2 separate regions of the Sus scrofa genome follow, and region 1 is linked to region 2. Evidence: chromatin contacts called from public Hi-C data. All regions are on one chromosome and are shown on one strand. The core of a region is the stretch at or near the end of the contact, and the rest is flanking DNA. Distances in the headings are between cores, read along the strand shown.

What was found. A called contact is a pair of places that touch in the nucleus more often than the background predicts.
Region 1: a Hi-C map of retroperitoneal adipose tissue shows a contact between it and region 2, with 2.2 times the contacts expected there. The contact joins two enhancer-like sites. A contact is called at or near these places in 16 of 47 Hi-C or Micro-C datasets (alveolar macrophages, brain, embryonic fibroblasts and 10 more) and 1 of 2 datasets of contacts at active chromatin or transcription factors (skeletal muscle).

Annotation. Positions count from the first base shown.
Region 1 is chr9:55,764,906-55,767,939 of Sscrofa11.1, forward strand. No RefSeq gene overlaps it. Among named protein-coding and RNA genes, the nearest start is that of KCNJ1, 46 kb to the right of the region's middle. Within about 2 kb of position 1,671, at least 2 of the 83 cell types and tissues checked have an H3K27ac peak or open chromatin away from gene starts, as enhancers often do. A contact at or near this core is called in retroperitoneal adipose tissue, where this site is marked.
Region 2 is chr9:55,558,157-55,561,332 of Sscrofa11.1, forward strand. No RefSeq gene overlaps it. Among named protein-coding and RNA genes, the nearest start is that of ETS1, 48 kb to the left of the region's middle. Within about 2 kb of position 1,460, at least 16 of the 83 cell types and tissues checked have an H3K27ac peak or open chromatin away from gene starts, as enhancers often do. A contact at or near this core is called in retroperitoneal adipose tissue, where this site is marked.

The DNA.
Region 1 (3,034 bases), core at 421-2,920, 210 kb after region 2:
CCTCCAGGCCTGGCGGAGAGAGGTCTTTGCTTGCATCTCCGGATCCCAAACCTCGACTGCCTTTCAGTCCAGCGGTGGCTGGGTGGGTGAGAGGGAACTATGGAGACAAATGGGGGGGAGTCCCTGGGAGGGTGGGGAGTCCCTGGGAGGGGGGGTCCCTCCTTCTCCGTCAGTGTAAGGAGGCTGGAGCCTGGGGCCATGGCCAATATCTTGAAGAGGTTTGGGGAAGGCTGCCCTGCCAGCCAGAGGGGGTTGTTCAAAGCTCAGGGAGGGCTGGAGTCTGAAAAAGGTATGGGTGGTAGGAAGGAGGAAAGGCCAAACTCCAAGCATTACAGAAGGCAGATAGAAGAGCTAGCAGGGGGGAAAAAAAAAAAAAGAGCAACAAGGGAATAACCTGAGGACGTAGAAAGAAGATGCAGTAACCTTTACTGTCCAGGTCAGATCACAGGAGGGCAGGGCAGGGAGACTGGAGACTGGTACACATCTTGTTGGCGTCTCCTGTGGTCCCTCCAAGCCCTAGCATCACTAGGACCACTAGTTAGGAGACCTCCCATCCCAGGATCAGGCTGACCTGAGACCGAGGAGTGAGAATTATCTCGGCAAAGTGAAAATGCCCGCAGGCTCAGCCACGAGTAAAGCAGGCTCCAGAATTGCAAGAAAAGGATGGCTTGGTAGTACCTGATGCTCTTAGTAGTACATGCCCTTAGTAATATATGAAGCTCTTAGTAATACATGATGGCTTAGTAGTGTATGATTGCCACAGTCATTAACCAGAGCTGGTTTTTGGTTTTGTTGTTGTTGTTGTTGTTTTTAGAGATAAAATCATGCTTAAGGGCATGTAATTTGTTGATTCTACAACTCATTAGAAAACCAGTGTCCAGGTCTTTGGAGTCACCTAAGACACCAAAAGGTCCTGATTCAGAGATGTGCGGTGGGGTCCAGGGATTCTGACCTTTTAACAAATACTTAAAGGTGTATATGGACACAGCCCAGCCTGGTAGGCACCCTCAGTGGTGTGCTGGTAAACTTTTAACAACTGGCTCGTGAGGAGAGTTCCCGTTGTGGTGCAACGGAAATGAATCCAACTAGGGACCGTGAGGTTGTGGGTTCGGTCCCTGGTCTCGCTCAGTGGGTTAAGAATCCGGCATCGCCGAGAGTTGTAGTGTAGGTTGCAGACGTGGCTCGGATCTGGCTGTGGCTGTGGCATGGGCTGGCAGCTGTAGCTCCGATTAGATCCCTAGCCTGGGAACCTCCACATGCCGCGGTAGTGGCCCTAAAAAAACAAACAAACAAACCAAAAAAAAAAAAAAAAAAAAACTGGTTCTTGAGATGGAGTGGCAGTAGGGGGCCTGATTTGTAGTGTTTGCTAGTTTCCAGCACATAAAGACTTCCCTGTGGCCTATTTTTGGCTACCAATGTGAAGCGTGTGGATTCAGAGCCTGGAGAAGAAGCACCCCCTCAGCTCTTGTCACTAGGAGCCCCTGGAGACCCACAGCGATGAAGCGACAGCTCCTTGGGGACAGAGCCAGGGAAGGAACATGGATTCAGGGCTCTGCCCACGGTGAAGCCAGGCTGCCCTCTCAGCTGGCAGAGATCACACCCATACAGCCCCAGGATAAGCCCCACACCCTGGCGCCTTTGACCACAGCCAGAGCAAAACCAGGAAGCAGAACAAGAAACAAACACTATTGCCTGCCTTCCCTTCCTCTTCACCCTGTGATATTGGTGTTCTTAAGAATGTGGGTGGCTGAGTACCCAACTTCAGGGTACTCTGGGGGGAAAGTGAAAGAGGCCAGAGAAAAATTCTGAGAAATGTGGGTAGAATCTTACCAAAGATGGGAGGTCGAACAGAAGGCACATTGCCAGTGGCATCAAAGACACTTGGGGCTATGTGCTGACGCAGTGGGTAGCAGAGTGAGGTCATCCTGGGAGAAACAGGACCAAGAGAAGGGCATGGTTCATCCACATAAGAAAATAACAGAAATGAGGAGTTCCCATTGTGGTGCAGCAGAAGCAAATCCAACTAGGAACCATTGGGTTTGCGGGTTCGATCTCTGGCCTTGCTCAGTGGGTTAAGGATCTGGCGTTGCCGTGAGCTGTGGCTTAGGTCGCAGACACAGCTCAGATCTGGCATTGCCATGGCTGTGGCGTAGGCCAGCAGCTGTAGCTCCCATGAGACCCCTAGCCTAGGAAGCTCCATATGCTGTGAGTGCGGCCCTAAAAAGCAAAAAACAAAACAAAACATGGGCTTATCAGACACAACTTAGAATAGATTTACAAGGAAATCCTGCTGAATAGCATTGAGAAGTATGTCTAGATACTCATGTTGCAACAGAAGAAAGGGTGGGGGAAAAACTGTAATTGTAATGTATACATGTAAGGATAACCTGACCCCCTTGCTGTACAGTGGGAAAATAAAAAAATAAAAAAAAAACAAAAAACAGAAATGAAGTTCTCATGAAAACAGCAAAAGAAGCATCTAAGAAGATTCTCCAAACCTCTGGAAGTTTAGAGATGGCTGTTGCTGGAGACATCCCCTTGCATGAAATCGGGTTTCCAGTTGTTGAGGCGTCTGCTAGTTCTTCCTCATTCCAAGCTCTTATACATAGCATCTTGGAATTAGGGAGTTTCTTCTAGAGATGGGAAAAACAGAATATGTCCAAGATGGCACTGCTCTGTATTAGTTCAGCAGCAGGTAGAATTCAAATGTCCTAGATCTAGTCCAGGCCTAGATCTTTTTCTGGATCCCTAAATGCTGCAATGTATCAGCTCTAAGTTATCTTTTCAAAAAATTGAAGTAGACTTGATGCACAATACTGTGTAAGTTACAAGTGTACAATATAGTGATTCACCGTTTTTAAAGGTTACACTCCATTTATAGTTATTATAAAGTATTGGCTCCATTCCCCATGCTGCATACTACATCTCTGTAGTTTATTTCATCCATAATAGCTGCTATGTCTCAATCCCTCGACTGCCCTCCCCTCTGCCCTCTCTCGGCTGGTAACCACTAGTTTGTTCTCTAATCTGTGCA
Region 2 (3,176 bases), core at 210-2,709:
CAACCCCCCCCCGCCCCCCGCATAACTGCTCAGGACCAGGCTCCCCCCAGAGGGACAGCGCCTTGTGCCTTCTGTGTCTTGGTCCCTGACCCTTCTCCTTCCGCTTCCCAACCCACAATTTTTTTCAGCAAAGGAACTGTAAACTAGAATCACCCAAAGAAAGACATTGGGGATACGTTCTCCATCCCATATGGAAGCGTTTGCTTTTTGTAGAGCGAAAGAAGTCTGGCCAGAGCTGCAGGAGATGGACGTGAACATGAAGCCAAGAAGGCTGGGACCAGAATGGGGGTCCAGGGAAACCCACCTTCTGAATGTCCCCAGACTCCACCAGATTGGCCCTGATGGTTCTGCTGGAAGTGAGGGCCTTCGGATAAAGGGGAACTTTGTTGGATGAGAGGAGGCATGAGTTGGAGGCGGGGCAGAGGGAGACGGAGCCAAAAGATCTTATCAGCACAGTCCTGGGAGGTCCTGCGAAAAGGGAGGAGAGAGAGCCAGCCAATGAAGGGAGTCCATCCTCAGTTCAGATCTGGTCTTTGAAAGACCCCTGGACTTAAATCAAAGGAGCTAGAACCTCCAGGAAACCCCTTTGGCCACTGAGTGGCATCCAGTCACCTAACCCCCTCTGTACCCTGTGACACAGGGATGATCACAAGAGATCGTTGGCAGAGATGAAATGGGGAATGCACCTGAAGGTGCCTCCATCCAGAGATGGTCAGAAGATGCTTGCCCCGTGGTTTGAAGCATTTTCTTTAGCCCTCTTCTACACTTGCTGATGCCTGGGCGGAGGGAGAAGGAGGCATCATCAGAGTGCACATTTTATGGAATAAAAGAGTGGTCGTGGGGCCTTTGACAGTCCTCGAGAGGCTGACCCCAGAGGCCGGCATCCAGGTCAGGTCAGGGAGAGGGAGAGTGGACCTGGCCTAGCCCCAGGTGGACAAGGCCAGGGCTCCAAGCACCCAGACACTTGAGCTTTCCAGGGAAGCCCCCCAGTTTGGCACATCAGATTTGGCAAATAAGCCAAGGGAAAATCAGTGCCAATTATTTTCCAGGACTCCCATTCTCTCTAATGTGTTAGATCCCTGTTACCCTCCACCAGGGGCAAACGTTTATCTTGTTCTCTCAGTGGTGAGCTGGGCTAAGACACGGTCCCTGACAAAGTTAAGGCTGTGTGTGTGTGTATTTTAAAGTAGCTTTAATGTGTTCTTTTTAAAGTACTTAGAGCAAAGAAATAACACACATTGCAATAAACTTGACTTCTGAAAAATCCTCTCCTTCCTACAGGGGAGCAATTTTGGTTTTTTAGGAACTTATTTGTTATCAAGACAAAAGTCTTAGCAGTTGGGATTTCAGCCTTCAAGTTTTCCTTTTCCCTTCCTCGTGTGTAATTTCAAACCCTTCGGAGGACCCTTGGCCTGGACTTGGTGAATGCGGCTCAATGGTGCCCCCTAAAGGCCAACAGGAAGGAGTGCAGCAAACGAGGACAAGGCAAGGAACCTGGAGGAACCAGCCCAGAAGGGTCAGGGTCTCAGCCCAATGGCAGAATCAGTAAAACCAAGTCGCTCCATTTCTCCCTCATTCTGACGCCACTTCCCTGGCCCTGTGTGTGCCCACGCAGTCACAAAAGACTGGGCTTTGGCGTAAAACAGGCCTTGGATTGAATTCCAGCAAAGACAAGTCACTTTACCTCTCTGACTCTGTTTCCCGTTCTGTATGACATGGATGCAAAGTAGTTGGATTGCTGGCCATGCCACAGGCTCCATTCCAAGTGTTTGGCATGTCTTAAGCCATGTCTTAATCCTCACAAAACCCCTCTGATTTCTATGCTATTATTATCCACTTTATACAAATGAGAAAACGAAGGCCCAGAGTTAGAAACCTTCACAGCCCATCACTGGCAGAACCAGGTTGGCATCCTGGTGGTGTGGTCAGGGGGGGCCAGGACTCAACCATACCTCCCATCTCCCCCAGACTTCCTGGCACACCCTGCCCCCCCCCCCCACTTTGCTTCCAGGACTGGGAAGGAAAACATAAACCTTCACTCTGGGCCTGGCACAGGGTAAATGCTCAATACCTAAGAGCTGTCATCAGGTTCTCATTCTTGGCTGACCATTTTGACTTCTCTGTGCCTCAGTTTCTTCATCTGGAGAATGGGTCTGTGAAACACCCTACCAGGCACCTTCAAGGGCACATTTTGTGCTAACCTAAGAAACTCATAGAATCGACTAGTCAAAGCAGTCAGTTCACCTCTCAGGTCATCTCCTGATCAATGACGAGAAGCAGTTGGTGATCCTCAAGAACCAACACCTTGGCTTCGGTGACATTTAAGCCATTTCTGTTGACCTTGGAGAGAGAGACGGTGCCTCGAGGATTGCAGGTGTGAAAGCCAAGACCCTCCCTGAGCTCTTCCTTCAGTCTGGCCCTTGCTGAGGGTTCCGGGAGCCTTTGTTACAGGAAGGCTGTGATGAGGAAACGGGCTGGGAGGCAGAGGGTGGTCCGTGGGCTGACCAGTCGTCCAACCCCCCCCCACCACCACCACCTGTGACACAGAGCTGATGTTCCCCACCATTCACCGGGATGTGGCATAAGACCAGGGCATGCAGGGGACAGTCTAATTAGTTGGGCTGAACTCCTCGTCCCATGCTCAGGTAGGAGAGAGAATCCAACACAGGTTAGGGCCCAGAGAGGTTACCAGACACCCAGGGAACTGGTAAAAAGCAATAACTGAGAAGATGATTGCAATTTAAAACTTGATTAAGGAGTTCCTGTCAATGGAAACGAATATGACTAGCATTCATGAGGACGCAAGTTCAATCCCCAGCCTCGCTCAATGCATTAAGGATCCGGTGTTGCCGTGAACTGTGGTGTAGGTCGCAGACATGGTTTGGATCCTGCATTTCTGTGGCTGTGGTGTAGGCCAGCAGCCACAGCTCCGATTTGACCCCTTGCCTGGCAACCTCCATATGCTGTGGGTTCGGCCCTAAAAAGACAAAACAACCCACTTGATGAACTCCTGTGTGTCTGGCTTTTTTTTTACTTAACATACTGTGTCCTGCGGGTTCATCCACAGTGTCGAGTGGAAGAATTTCCTTCTTAAGACTGAATAGCATTGCGCTGTACATACGTATGTACCATATTTTCCTATTCACTCTTCTGTCAGTGGACATCCAGGTTGTTTC